Regions from separate parts of the Mus musculus genome. Here region 1 is linked to region 2. Evidence: chromatin contacts called from public promoter capture Hi-C data. All regions are on one chromosome and are shown on one strand. The core of a region is the stretch at or near the end of the contact, and the rest is flanking DNA. Distances in the headings are between cores, read along the strand shown. Region 1 holds the start of Slc52a2 (solute carrier protein 52, member 2). Region 2 holds the start of Nrbp2 (nuclear receptor binding protein 2).

Evidence for each region. Capture Hi-C pulls out chosen DNA fragments and counts their contacts.
Region 1: a contact with region 2 is called in a promoter capture Hi-C map of pancreatic islet. The contact joins the promoter of Slc52a2 here to the promoter of Nrbp2 in region 2. A contact is called at or near these places in 1 of 484 Hi-C or Micro-C datasets (natural killer cells), 3 of 115 datasets of contacts at active chromatin or transcription factors (astrocytes, embryonic stem cells and thymic regulatory T cells) and 2 of 9 other capture datasets (liver and pancreatic islet).

Annotation. Positions count from the first base shown.
Region 1 is chr15:76,536,766-76,543,649 of GRCm38.p6, forward strand. It overlaps Slc52a2 (solute carrier protein 52, member 2), which reads left to right and starts at 2,065. Exons shown (of 5, transcript NM_029643.4): 1 at 2,065-2,430; 2 at 2,618-2,837; 3 at 2,929-3,814; 4 at 3,907-4,030; 5 at 4,149-6,884. The coding sequence starts at 2,708. The coding sequence ends at 4,361. It overlaps Fbxl6 (F-box and leucine-rich repeat protein 6), which reads right to left and starts at 1,981. Exons shown (of 9, transcript NM_013909.2): 1 at 1,560-1,981; 2 at 1,152-1,310; 3 at 958-1,021; 4 at 524-655; 5 at 325-432; 6 at 128-241; 7 at 1-39. The coding sequence starts at 1,951.
Region 2 is chr15:76,086,545-76,093,530 of GRCm38.p6, forward strand. It overlaps Nrbp2 (nuclear receptor binding protein 2), which reads right to left and starts at 5,146. Exons shown (of 18, transcript NM_001358359.1): 1 at 4,827-5,146; 2 at 4,264-4,386; 3 at 4,094-4,195; 4 at 3,909-3,998; 5 at 3,702-3,742; 6 at 3,508-3,602; 7 at 3,358-3,381; 8 at 3,204-3,287; 9 at 3,066-3,121; 10 at 2,893-2,988; 11 at 2,321-2,453; 12 at 2,106-2,208; 13 at 1,966-2,016; 14 at 1,747-1,882; 4 more. The coding sequence starts at 4,949. The coding sequence ends at 532. Gm41349 (a long non-coding RNA gene) reads left to right here and starts at 4,161. Exons shown (of 4, transcript XR_003951571.1): 1 at 4,161-4,512; 2 at 4,790-5,502.

The DNA of each region.
Region 1 (6,884 bases), core at 815-3,314, 450 kb after region 2:
CGGCTTGGGAAGCCAAATCAGATTCAGCAGCCGCAGCACCTAGGAAGAGGGAAGAAGAAGGAGGGAGGAGGGACAGGCTGCAGATATGGCAAGGGGTGGCAGGTGGGAGACAGTAGGGTATAAATACCTGCAGCTGGGGGCAGCCTTTCTGCAGGGCTTCCACAGGCAGCTGCAGGGGTGTGTTGTTGCAGTTCATGCCAGTGCTGACCTGGAGGACTTGGAGCTGTGGGCAGCAGTTGTCCTGGAATGGTGGGATAAACACTGCTAGGTCAAAGGCCTGGGCTGGTCCCCACTGAGCCCTTTTCCTGACCATCCCCAGCCTACCAGCAGTGCGCCCAAGATGGCCGTCGTCTGGGAACTGTAGGTCAGCCACAGTTTACGCATTCGGGACCCGGCCTCCTCCAAGAAGCTCACCACAGCTGTGGACTCCACCTGGGGATCCAGCCCAAAGGTGCAGCTCATGCATGTCACAAGGGCCCAGGCGATTTCAGGGTCCCCCACCCACCCACGGCAAAGGACTCACCATGGAATGATGTAGGTCCAGGCTGTGGAGCTGGCAGCAGGCTCTCGCTAACATGACCAGAGTTTCAGCAGTCACAGTGTGGCAGTCTGAAAGCTTGAGGAAGGTGAGCCGAGGGCAGAACTTGCTAACCAGCTGTAGCAAGAGATAGAGAGAGAGAGAGAGACCATCCAGGGTTGTGGAGGGCAGGTAAAGGTCTATCTACAGGGACACTGGTAGTCATGACAAGCCTATCCTATAGTCCCAGCTATGACTCCATTCTGTCCACGCCAGGCCTACATGGAAATTGCTGTCTCCTCCAGCAATTTCCTAAGATGTCAGCAAGACGAAACTGAGCAGGCAGGCAGACAACTCTGTGGTACACCACCAGGGCACCCTCCCCATAGTAGACCACTCAAACGTGACAGCTTGTGTGCAGGGCAGTCTCCAGCTCTTACCTCCAACACAGAGTGTACTTGAGACTTCCAGTGGATGAGGGTCAAGCTCTGGAGCTGAGAGAACCTGGGCGACAGCAAGGCCCGGCTGTAGTTGTGCTCTTGTCCTTACGCTGCCCCCTTCTGGACAGAATCCTCCCCTACTCAACGCGGATGCAGGGAAGACAACAGACAGTAAGATGACAAGGAGCCCTCACCGATTGGGTACGAGCCACTCCAGGCAAGCAAGGAGCTTCTTCTCTCCCTTAAGGTTGCCCTTGCCAGCCCGGCCAACCAGCGAGGGTGACAGGGTCACAGTATGCCAGAGTGAAGGATGGGAGGTGGCTTCGTGCCAGTGACGGCAAACGCGTGCAGCCCTAGGAGAAGAAAAAGTTTGCTGAGAGTGCGTGGCCTTTTGCGGGTAATGCCTACAATGGAGTGTTTTAGGAGCAGCGCAGCGGTCTTAAAGCCTGCCGTCGCCCGTTCTCAGTGCTAGGCTTTGAGCTCTAAGTGAAGACAGGTGCCGGAGCACTTGTGTTCGCCCGATGTGATGCCTGCTCTGCCCTCTGCTCTGCAGCACCCGCTCAGTGCGCCAGTCTCTACCGCGGCAGGCGCTGTTGGTGTACCTGCCAAGAAACGGCATGGGCCCATGAGCCGCAACCAACAACCCGAAAATATGCACCAGGACTTCTAAGGGAATACGGTCTCCCCAACCAGAGTCCAGGCCCTGATCGAGCGACGGCTCCGGTCGGGGTTTGGTCCTGGGCTTGGCGACAGCCGTGGGGCCACGAGCCAGTGACCTCGGAGCGCGGCGACGGGCGCGCCGGTGCGCACGAGCGCGGGGAGGCTCCAGGTCCGGCAGCACGAGCAACATGCTGTCCGCTTGCAGCAGGTGGTACCCAGAGCCGCGAGGTGCCAGGCGGTCCCACCACCAGTCCTCCGCCGAGCGGCCCCGCGCATCGGGCCGCTTGGAGCTTCGAACTCGACGTCTAACTCGCCTAGAGGCCACGGGAGCCATAGCCCCCGGGAGCTGAACTAAAAGCGGAAGGTGGGTGGGCAGAGAGGAAGGGGCGTGGCCCCTTAGCTCACTCCTTTACACTACACTTAGCTTCCGGGGGTGGGACTTCCGCCGCAGTCTAGCGCATTAGCCGGCGTCTTACTACAACCCTTTGGCTGGGGTTTGGCTGCCTTCCGGGCTAAGTGGCGTGCTCCCGGGGCTGGGCGGGCTGCTCCGGCCCCACGCCCCTGATGCACCGCACTCAGCCGAGGAGCCCAGAATCGAATCAAGTCAGCCAGCCACACCTCTTGCCGATCCACGCCGGCTGCCTGAAGTTAGCTGTCATCCAGTCTGGTTTAGCCGCGCCAAGACTTGGTCCTCCGCAAGCATCAAGGACTGGCTCTTTCGCTCATCTTCCTCCCCGGAACCATGCTTTAAGCCAGCTTCTCGCTCCCCCGCTTGCCAGTCTTGTACAGAAGGGTCCCGGTGCAGGCTCCATGGTAGGTGCAGCTCCTGATCTATCCGCCGCCTCCCTCCAGGTGCCTTGGTTTTGCAATCTGGCCACCTCAGACCCTGACTCTGCCCACTCGCATGTTTTTTTGTTTGTTTGTTTGTTTTGTTTTGGTTTGTTTTGGTTTGTTTTTTGTCTCCGTCCAGGTGAAAAAGCTTGACTCTTTTTTTCTCTAGAATAGTTAGAGAAGCTTTGGATCTACGTGGGAAAAGGGCGGACTGTTACCTTCGCTTTGTCCTGGAGGGCCCGCTTTGACCTTTGACCTAATGGCAGCACCTCCGCTGGGCCGACTGGTGCTGACCCATCTGCTGGTGGCCCTTTTCGGCATGGGCTCCTGGGCTGCTGTCAACGGGATCTGGGTAGAGCTGCCGGTAGTGGTGAAAGAGCTCCCGGAGGGTGAGTGAAGTGGGCGGAGGTAGGCTGCTGCTGTTGCTGCTCTTCGTTCCTTAGCCTGGTGCCTTTACACTATCTCCTCCTTCCACTGCAGGTTGGAGCCTCCCTTCCTACCTCTCTGTGCTTGTGGCGCTGGGAAACCTGGGTCTGCTGCTGGTGACTCTGTGGAGGCGTCTGGCTCGCGGCAAGGGCGAGCAAGTCCCCATCCGAGTGGTTCAGGGGCTAGGCATAGTGGGCACAGGCCTACTGGCCTCTCTGTGGAACCACGTGGCCCCAGTGGCAGGAAAGCCGTACTCAGTGGCCTTCCTAACGCTGGCGTTTGTGCTGGCATTGGCCTGCTGTGCTTCTAATGTCACTTTCCTGCCCTTCTTGAGCCACCTCCCACCCCCCTTTTTACGGTCTTTCTTCCTGGGTCAGGGCCTGAGTGCCCTCCTGCCCTGTGTGCTAGCCCTGGGTCAAGGGGTGGGCCGCCTTGAGTGCCTGCATGTGCCTGCCAACAGGACCACTGGGCCTCCGATCGAGGTGTCTCCCATTAATTTCCCTGAACGGTTTTCTGCCACCACGTTCTTCTGGGTGTTGACTGCCCTTCTGGGCACTTCAGCAGCTGCCTTCCAAGGCCTCCTGTTACTACTGCCATCCCCGACATCTGAACCCACAACAGGTACAGGGCTTCGGGTAGAAACACCAGGAACAGAGGAGGAAGAGGAAGAGGAAGAGGCCTCACCTTTGCAGGAGCCACCAGGCCAGGTGGCAGGCATTGTTTCCAGCCCAGACCCTAAGGCCCATCAGCTGTTCTCTTCCCGAAGTGCCTGTCTACTGGGCCTGCTGGCCATCACCAATGCTCTGACCAATGGCGTGCTGCCCGCTGTACAGAGCTTTTCCTGCCTGCCCTATGGGCGCCTGGCCTACCACTTGGCTGTCGTACTGGGTAGCTGTGCCAACCCCCTTGCCTGCTTTCTGGCCATGGCAGTGCTGTGCAGGTGCTCACGGACTCCCAAGCCCCCATGGGGAAGAGCTTGAGGTGGGCCAGGGCCTGGCACAGCCAGTCCTGATCCCAGCCCATCCTTGGCAGGTCTCTGGCAGGGCTGTGTGGTCTGTCTCTGCTGGGCATGCTCTTGGGCTCCTACCTGATGACACTGGCAGCCTTAAGTCCCTGTCCTCCTCTGGTGGGCACCTCTGCAGGTGTGGTCCTCGTGGTAAGTACAATGGGGACATGAAACAGGAACAGGGCTTGTCTCATAGCAGGGGAATTTCATGCTCAGCCCGCTGCTGCGAATCTCCCCTCTACGACACCCCGCCCCACTCCCCTTTCAGGTACTCTCATGGGTCCTGTGCGCAGGCACGTTCTCGTATATCAAGGTGGCGATCAGTTCCATGTTACACAGCGGAGGCCGGCCAGCACTGCTCGCTGCTGGCGTGGCTATTCAGGTGGGCTCTCTGCTGGGTGCGGTCGCCATGTTCCCTCCTACCAGCATCTACCGAGTATTTCGCAGCGGAAAGGACTGTGTGGACCAGTGTGGCCTCTGAACCCAGACGTGTAGGAGTTACTTCACACTTGTCTCCACCTGGAGGGTAGGAGGGATGGTCACAGTGCCTGGGTCCTGTGGCCCAAGGTGGCCACCCTACACACAGATAATATGGATATTTCACACTCCACAAGAGACCTGGCTTTGGAGAAAAGACCAGTGTGAGGACCAAAGAGCAGGCCCAGACCCAGGGATAGATTGGAGCTGCGCGGCCTTCACCCCTGGGACCTCTGTGGGATTTGCACAATAAAACATCTTCATCCAATGGGTTGTTAATCCCATGAGCACAGCTCTATGCCAGGCCTCCTTCCCTCCGTAGGCAGCCCCTCTCCCCCAGGATCCTGGTTATAGCTTCCTCCACTCGCCTAGTGGCTCTTGCAGGGCCTTGGGTGACCTCAGGACTCCTACATGATTGCTTTGCTTTTCTGGGACTACTTCGGTAGCTGAAGGCCAACTCCCAGGGCCCATGTGGGGCTGAAGCAGGATAATGCCTTCGATTGGCTGGACAAGCAGCAGGGTCACTCACTGCTCCACACCGCGTCTTCAGGGTGTGAGGGTCTGGCATGGTTGGGAAGTCAACCAACAAGGAAACTTGGGGGGGTGGTGGGGGCTGATTACACACAAGACCCTTCTGCCAAGATCGTCACCTTCAGAGTTTGGTGCAAGGTCCAGGTACAAATTTTGCTTTACTTTTTTTGTAATTTTATATGCATGGGTATTTTGCTTGAGGAGGTCAAAATTGAATATCCAATCCACTGGAACTGGAGTTACCGACTGCTATGAGGTGCCATGAGAGTGCTGGAAATTGAACCCAGGTCCTCTGGAAGAACAGTAAGTGCTTTTAACCACTGAGCCTTCTCTCCAGCCCCCAGGGCCGTTTTTTTGTTTTTTGGGGGTTTTTTTGTTTTTTTTTTTCTTTTAAAGTTCTGACCCTCTTGGGACCTTTGAACTTGACAGCATTGCTTATCAGACCTCCAGCGAATAAAGTTTCCAGCTTCTATAGTCAAAGCCACAATGTGTCCCTTTAGGTAGACACATAGCTAGCTGTCTTCCACTCAAACTCCTGGGCCTTTGCCCTGTGGCATCTGTAGGGTTGTTTCTGGGCTGAGTGGATCTAAAGCTCTCACACAAAGGACTGGAGCCTCAGGTAGAACTGGGAAGATCCTTTGAAGCTATGAGGGTCTGAAGGCCATGCCAGGGTGAGAGCCTGGGTTTCTGCCTTCTCTCTGTCTTAGGGCAGACTAGAGAGAGAAACCTGTGAGGGACACACAACACCAAGTGTGTACCAGGGTGACTTTGAACTCACAGGAGTTGCGTGGGAGAAGGGGATTTCCACCCGGTTCTTTCAGATGATCTTTCTGAACGTTAACACTTCTGTCCTCGAATTGGCCGCCTGGCTTTGTTTTCCTCCTGGCCTCCAGACCTAGTCAGGATCACCTGAGCAGGGGGGAGCTCCCTGGTCTCTTAGGAGTTTCCGAAGCTCAGGTATTGGCTAGGAGGAGCGGGAGTGATAGGGCAAGGTAGGCAGGCACTGATGGGCCGGCAGAGGTAAGGGCGGTATGCAGGAGTAAAGCAAGGGAGACCAGTATTAAGGTTCAACTCTGCAGGACTCTCCTTCCACTGACCCTTTTCCCCTTTGTACTCTGCCCTTGTCCCTGCTTAGCACCCTTGCCTGGGGCCCCTCCCTCCTTGGCTGCCTGAGGCTAGAGACTGGGAGAGCCACCTCCTGGCTCCCTTTCTTGGCTTCCTCGGGTCAGTGATCCGACCATAGCCTCTGCCTTATGCTCACATGTGGATTTGTGCAAGGTGTGCTACGTCCAAGGGCCACGGGGCAGCATAGCCCTTCAGATCCGTAGGGTCTCCTGAAGAGAAGGGAACGGGTCCCCCAGATCCTGGCCAGCCTGTGCTAGAAGTGGGTGATTTGAGGAAGCTATTACTCTTTGAAGTTCTAGTGCCTTCCTGTCCTGCCACAGAAAACCGGGGCAAGGGTCAAAATAACACAGGGTGTAAAACAACAGATCCAGGATGAAGGTAAGGCTGTTTACCAAGTCCACAGGTTTTCATGACAGTCAGGAGAGCCCACCATCCAGGTGCCTGAGTCCTGGTCTGGGGGAGCGTGTTGGAAGATACCCCACAAGAAGACAGCCGCTGAAGCAGGATGTCTTGTCCCAGAAGGCAGTCCCTTGAGTGTGGAGCCACACTGCACAGTTTTCTGTGTTACCACCATGAATGTCCCCTTAGCTCCTAAAAATCAGAAAAGGGCCATTCAGGGGTAGCCTCTTTTCCAGATGTGAGACAGCCTATGATACAGGGATAAGGCTTGTCTTTTTTTTTTTTTTTTTTTCCAGAGCTGAGGATCGAACCCAGGGCCTTGGGCTTTCTAGGCAAGCGCTCTACCACTGAGCTAAATCCCCAACCCCAAGGCTTGTCTTTTGGGGACAGAATGACTTAACATTAATGTCTTCCCCATCCTGGTTTCTTAGCCCACTGAGTCCCCAGTAGCAGTGGGTTTTGATGCAGCCGC
Region 2 (6,986 bases), core at 3,896-6,395:
GATGATGAATAGAAAGATCCTTCCCAAGGGCTTTGGGGAGGACACAGGTCCTGGTCTCAAGAGTGTGGAAGATCAGAAAGAGGGCTCAAGGCAGGTCTGCAAGGGATCAGGACTGGTCTGAGCAGGACCAAGGAATTCCCTGGCCATGGGTTCAACTCCAAGCTATCTAGTCTACAGTTCTCCAATCAGGTCAGGTCTGGTCTGCCTGATGCCCAGCACTGTGACACCTGAGTTCAGGCTCCTTCCCTAGGTTTCTATGCCACCTGAAGGCATGGCTGTTGTCTAGTACCAGATGGAGCGGTTCCCCTAACTGACCTGTATCCACTCTCGTCCAGGCTCAGGGCTCCATCACCACCCCAGGGTCCCACACTGCTGCAGAAAGCTGGGGGGTGGGGGTGTCTTCACTAGCAGGGCCTGTGTTCAGTTCCAGGGAACACAGGCAGAAGGCAGCTTTGAGCAGTGTGGGGGCTCTTTGCCAAGTGGACAACCCTGAGCCCCTGTATCTCTGCTGGGCCGTCAGGACTGGGAAGGTCACGCTTGCGTCCCTCGGTACTTGAGAAAAGTGGTCTCCAGAAAGGCTGCTAGCTTTGTCCTGTCATCCTGCAGTGGATGAGTAGGGAAGCATGGTAGTACCGGGCAGCTCGGCAGACCCTGCACCTTTCCACACCCAAAGCGCACCCGCCCACCTCGTGCAGGAAGCCATAATGCACTAGTTCAGCAGCGAGGTCCTGGGCACTGTCCGCTGAAGAGAGAACACAGGACAAATGAGTCATGGCACTAGCCAGTGCCTGAGCCTCAGCCCACCACCTGACCCCACTACCAGCCTACTTGGGAGCAGATCATAGGTCAGCTGCCGATGTAGCCGGTCCTCAAGCACCAAGAGCAGAGTAAGCTGCAGACGGAAGGGCGTGGTCAGAGCGGCGCCAGAGTTGATTGGTCCCCATCTTCCCTAGTCTCAACCAGGCCCCTTGCTCACGTGCCACCGAGCCTTGTCCTCGCTTCTTTCCAGGTTGCACTGCATCTGGACCACCTGTGGGCAGGGAAGGTGTATTAGCCACAGAGCACGGCTTTACAGAGGAGCCCAGAAGGAGCAGCAGAGACCCAAAGATGGTAAATGGTCTCCAAGGGAAGTCGGAAAAGCACGTCTTACTGCACCAGCCCTGAGTATTAGGGAAGCTTCCAAGACAGCCTTCGGTTTGGGTCCTGAATGATGAATACAATGCCAGAGAGGGGATGGGGGAGGCAGAGAGACAGAAACAGAAAGAGAACCGTGGAAAGCAAAGAAACGCTGTGCCCCGCAGGGTGTGACTGTACAGAAAACCAAGGTGCCACCAGGAGGAGGACAGGAGGCTGGGGCTTAGGCTGATTTCCACTAGTTCTCTGGGCAGGCCATGTAGACTACTGGCAATTGAATTTAGGGTGTATTGAGGAACGAAGGAAGCTATGAGAAGGGAGACCGGAGCAATGGCTCTGGATCCAGACGGGGAACAGACGTAGCCAAAGCCTCTGGAAGAGAGCATGCAACCGGATGGGGGAAGGACTGTAAAAGCAAGAAGCCTCTGGGGAAATGATTGTGTCGGTCCGGTTCCAGCTTCCACAAAGGGGTCAGCTTGGATTTGGTCTCTGGCAGCCTGGGGGAGAACGGGGATGGGGAGAGGCGGGTCCCCAGAGAAAGGCATCCATTTCCATTCCCTGATTGTGGTCAACTCCTAGAGACAGCACAGTACAGCAGGAGGTGGGACTCACCTTCCTGGTCTCCGAGTCAAAGGGTTCTGGCGTTGGAGTTTTGGCCTTTTGGGCTTCCTCTGGGGGTGGGGCCAACACACGGGGAAGCCCCAAGGGCCGAGCAGCCGCAAAGTTCATCAGTGGATAGATCCCGTTCCTGGGGATAGACAAGGGGGTGGGTAGCTAGGTGGGGGCTCAGGCCTGATAGTGCTTTTTCTTCAGTCTCATGCCAGCTCTCACCTGACATCCTCTAGGAATTTGTCCAGCTCCAAGAAGGAGACCTCTGAGTACCTAGAATGGTGTGGAAGGTACATGAGAGATGTCAGGGCAAAGCCTAGCCAAGCAGCTAGGAAGGGAGGCTCCGTTTGGCCACTACTCACCGCCACTGCATTGGGGGTCCATGGGGCTGCGGCATCTCAGCCAAAACTGCATGGAGGTCCATGGCCTTGGTCTTTTCCTCTACCACATTCTCAGGCATGAGGTCTGTGAACGACACAAGTGCTCATGGGGATGGACCCAACCTAAGGGTCCTGCAAAGACCCTTCCACTACCTGACCCCAGGATCCTGACCCACCCCGGCCCTTCTGCCCCTCACACTGGTGCTGGATGAAGCAGTGAGCTGCCAGCAGCTTCAGCGAGTGCACCTCAAAGAGCACTCGGTGGAAGAGGAGGTTGTGGGCTGAGGGTCGGCGGGCAGGGTCCCGGGCCAGGCAGGAGAGGATGAATTCCTAGGTTGTAAACAAGAAAGACAGGTGATAGCTGGAAAAGTCCTCGCTCTAGAGGAGGTCCTTCAAGACTCTAGACCCCACCGGTCCAATCACCACATCCTCCCACCTCAGGGATGCTGAAAGAGCCTTCCTGTATGAATGAGCAGAGAAGTCATCCCATTAGCAGCTCAAGATCTGATTCTGGACACTTGAGGACAGGCAAGCCTTGGGCTCCAAACACGTATGCCTACTTCCATTCACCCTTGTGGAGTCTGTGAGCTTCTGGAAGAGTCTTCCTTTCAGGTGGGCCTTAGTCCTCCTGCTACACTCTCAGATGTACTGACCAGGCTGCCCCTCTCAGATTTACCGACCAGGCTGCCCCTCTGGCCTGCCTAGAGCACTTCAAGGGTAAGCTGAAGCACCTGCAGCCAGCCCCAGAGGGGCAAGGTAAGCTGCTCACCCGCATGTTGGGGTCACTCAGTGAGTGCCTGGCTCGAGCGATGGCCTCTTCTGTGACTCTGGTATCCCCGTTGGCTTGGATCTCGAGTACAGCCATCTGGGTGCAGGGACAAATTGGAATTGGTGGGATGGCGTAGACCCTGGAGCAGGGGCTATGAGGAGAGTGGACAGTACCTCCAGTGCACACATCCCGAAGGAGAAGATGTCCACAGCAGTCCCATCATTGACTTCTGAAATGGGAGAAGCAAGACAGCGTTGGTCAGTTCTGATGTGCTAGCCCGTCAGATGCCTGAGAGCAGCTCAGGGACTCACCGCCATACTCTGGTGGGAAAAAGTGCAGGTTTCGGAGTTCTTCCCGTTCAGCTCGAATAGGGCTCCGGAGATCATCAGGAAGTGCTGAGGAAAAGGGTGGAGCTAAACAGACAAGTTTCTCCATGGTCCCCACACCCCCAGAGACCCCACACACCATTGGAGAAGATGCGGTACCACACTGCAACAGCCAACGCAGAGAGAAAGACAGGATGTCAGTTGGGCGGGGAGACTGGGCAGTCTCTGTCCAGGGCTCCCGCAGGTTCCCCACCCCTGCCCCCTGCCCCCTGCCCCGCCTCGCCAGCACCGGAGCCGATCTTGATGAGGCCATTGTGCTGAATGAAGATGGTGTCGCTCGTCAGGTTCCCGTGGATGATGGGGGGACTGCAGGCGTGCAAAAAACTGCAAGCATAGAGGATGAGAGGCAGGAAGAACCGGGTCAGAGAGCAGCGGAAAGGTGCAGAGCAGGGGGCAAGCGCGTGGGCAAGGCCAGGCTCTCACCTGAGTGCAGACAGGATCTGCGTACACCAGCGCTTCCAGGCCTGGCAGCGGACGCACGACTCCGTCGGGTGGGCACCAAAAGGCTGCTGAGCCTGCGGAGCCCGCCCGCTACCCCACTCCTGAACCGAGGTTTTTCGGAGTCCCCCGCCCCACTACTGTCCCTAAGTTCTGCTGGACTCCCTCCAGTCCCCAGCCCACTCCCCATACCCGGGCGTTCATGGCCTTGTGGTTCTTCTTGGTCTTTTTGAGGAACTGCTTGAGGCTGCCAGACGACACGTATTCTGTGATGAAGATGACCTGCGGGCAGGCGGGCTCCGCCGTTGCGGGTGGGTCTCCATGCTGCCCCACCCAGCCTGTGGCTTCACTCCGCCCTTCACCCGCCCCTAGCTCACCCTCGCGCGGGCCTCAGAGGCGTCCAGCCAATACTTGTGCAGCTTGACGATGTTGGGATGGTCCACCAGCGCCAGCTGCTCAAACATGGTCTGGATCTTCTCCTGGGGAAAGAGGATGGTTGTGGGGCCAATCAACGGTATGGGGCAAAGCGGGTATAGACAGGCCTCACCTCATGGGCCGCAAAGGCCTTCCTATCCCCGAAGTGAAGTTCGTTCCACACCACTTCTACACCCTCCTCCGTGTCCATGGCCAGAAAGGTGCTCTGGATCCCGGGCATGTTCCCTTGGTTCACCTAGGTGGGAAGAATGTGTGTCCTGATACGAATAGACCCAGGGTGTGGACGTGGTCTCCGCCACAACCTTCCCCCAGCCGTGAATGTGCTGCTAGCCTTGCCCAGCTCAGTGGGAGGGCTGAGGAGGTAAGGCTGGGAATCAAGAACCCAGGGGGAGAAGGGTGGTGTCCAGGGGCTGGGCCAGAAGGTACGCAGGTTTTAGAGGTTGGGGAGATCCCCAGAGCGGTAGTAGGGATCCAAGAGGCACGTGGAGGTGGTCCCAGTATGACACCGGTGTTCAAGGAATGGGGGTTTCTCACCAGGGCTTGGGGCCAAAGGGATCCGAGGGCCTCCAGAGGCCAGGGCGTCCGGGGAGACCCTCATACTGGCTCGGCCCCACGGATCCCATGGCTTCTATCCTTAGGCTACGGGACGGCGGCGTCACCCGCACCCGTGCCCACCTGCTCCCGCCGCTTCTGCCAGCGGCCACACGGGCTCTCCTCCAGGATGTCGCTCTCGTCCTCGCTCTCGTCCTCCCGCTCGCGCTCCCGGCCTCTCCTCGGCGCCGGCTCCGGGGCCGCCATGGCTCGGCGAGCCCAGGCCGCCGCCCTCCGCGCAAGCCCTCGCCCCGCTCCCGCCCGCCCTGGCCCAGCGCCCAGCAGCCCAACCTGGAGCCCAGCGGAGCGGCCGCCGCGAGCCCTCCTCGGCTCCGGGAATTGGGAGGCGCGGGCTCGCAGCGGACCCGAGGGAGGAGCCGCCCCGCCCCTCCGGAGCCGCCTCTGCAGGCCGGTGCTGGACTGTAGCTCGATCCAGGGCGGCAGAACCCCGCCCCAGGCACGCCTCGTCCTCCCAGACCACTCCTGCTTCCCCCAAAGCTCCGCCTCAAAGAGACGCGCCCCTCAAAGGCACCACCCATTCCTGCGGAGGCCTCTCCAAGGTTTCCCAGGCAGCTGTGGTTCTCCCAGCAGACTGTGCCTGGCCTCTTCGGGAACCACTTTTGCCCAACTCTTGAAGCCAGTTCTTCCAGCACCGCATCCCGATCCTGCTCCCATGACAAGTGTCCTGAACTCGGCCCGATGTAGAGAGTCTGAATGGGGCATCAAGGGTCAAGGGCATCTGGGGGCAGGCACTTCAGTGGTAAGAAACCATATGGTCTCAGAAATGGGACCAGTTCCCTCCTCAGGTAGCCAAGGAACGCATCACTAAAGATGCACCGCAGCAGAGACTGATGGGATACTCTTTAAATCCTGACTGCCTGTCTCTTCCTGGACCAGAATTCCGTGCAAACCCACTTTTCATAATGGCGAGTTTCTCTTTTCTCCCCAAATGTGACGCTCTCCGTTCCACTATGGGCTCCCTTGAAGCAATGGAACCACGAAGAGGGAGCATTTCTCACTTGTCACATCCAGCAGACTCCCCCACCCCCCGAAAACCTCTATCCACCCCTCAACTGCCCTCAGTCCTACCTCTGCCCTTCTACCCACCGGCACCTCCCCTTTCTATATAGAGACCCTGGCTGTCCTCTGATTTAAACATCATCTGACCCCTGACCAGCTCTGCCCCCCACTCTGCTCCTGACTTCTGTCATAGCCCGCTCAGAATGCTGCAGCTTGCTGTGGACTTCTACCTATCCTGAGAAGGGTTAGCTAGTTTAGCAGATCAGGAGGGGTTAACCCTCTACTGGCCCTAGAAGTCAGAACAGGGCCAATGCTTGGAAGACAATTCCCATGTCCTTGGATCTACCTATTTGTGTCTGTTTAACTAGGACCCTAGCCACACTGGAGAGTCTGCACTAAGAACACAAATGATGAAGAGCCTTGTACCACAGTGTTAGCAGAGCCTCTTGGGGGGGGGGCAGGCACTACAGATAGAACCCGTTTTTTAAAAATGTGACATTGAGGGCTCGTTGGTTAAGAGTACTTCTGCTCTTGCAGAAGACCCAAGTTCAATTCCCAGCACTCACACAAGTTCACAATTACCTGTTACTCCACTTCCAGGGGATCTGCTGCCCTCTTCTGGTCTTGATGGGTACCAAACGCACATACATGTAGGCACTCATTATCACATACACATAAAATAAACCTTAAAAACAATGCACAACACCAAGGCTAGTGGCACGCACAGATCACAGCTGGCAGTAGCACATGCTGTCTAAGAACTGTAGGGGACAGGGTAACTGGATGCTCACACAGACGTCCCCTAGGTTCCATTCCACAAGACGTTTGCTACAGCTGGTTTCTCTAAGCAGCCTTTGTGGAGGTCAAACCTGCCCTCCTGACTGTTTGCTGCACTTGACAGGCCCATCCATCCCTCTTTGTGCTGACTGTGACTTATACATAGAATGCATCTTCTGTCACCCGTTGAGGCCACGTCCTTCAGGTGTTGACTCAGGTGTCATCTCTCCGACAAGACATCCCTAGGCTCCATGCTTGCACACCCTGTCTCCTCCCTAGCCTCACGAGACTTTCCCATGACATTTGGCGCTGGACCTGCCTGTGTTGGTCTGTTTCATCTGTCCATGATGGAATGTGGATCTATAAGGGCAGGGTGTCTGCTCTTGGTGCCAAGGGTAATGTTCATCACATGCCACGCCCTCATCAATGGTGTGATGGATGCGTGGG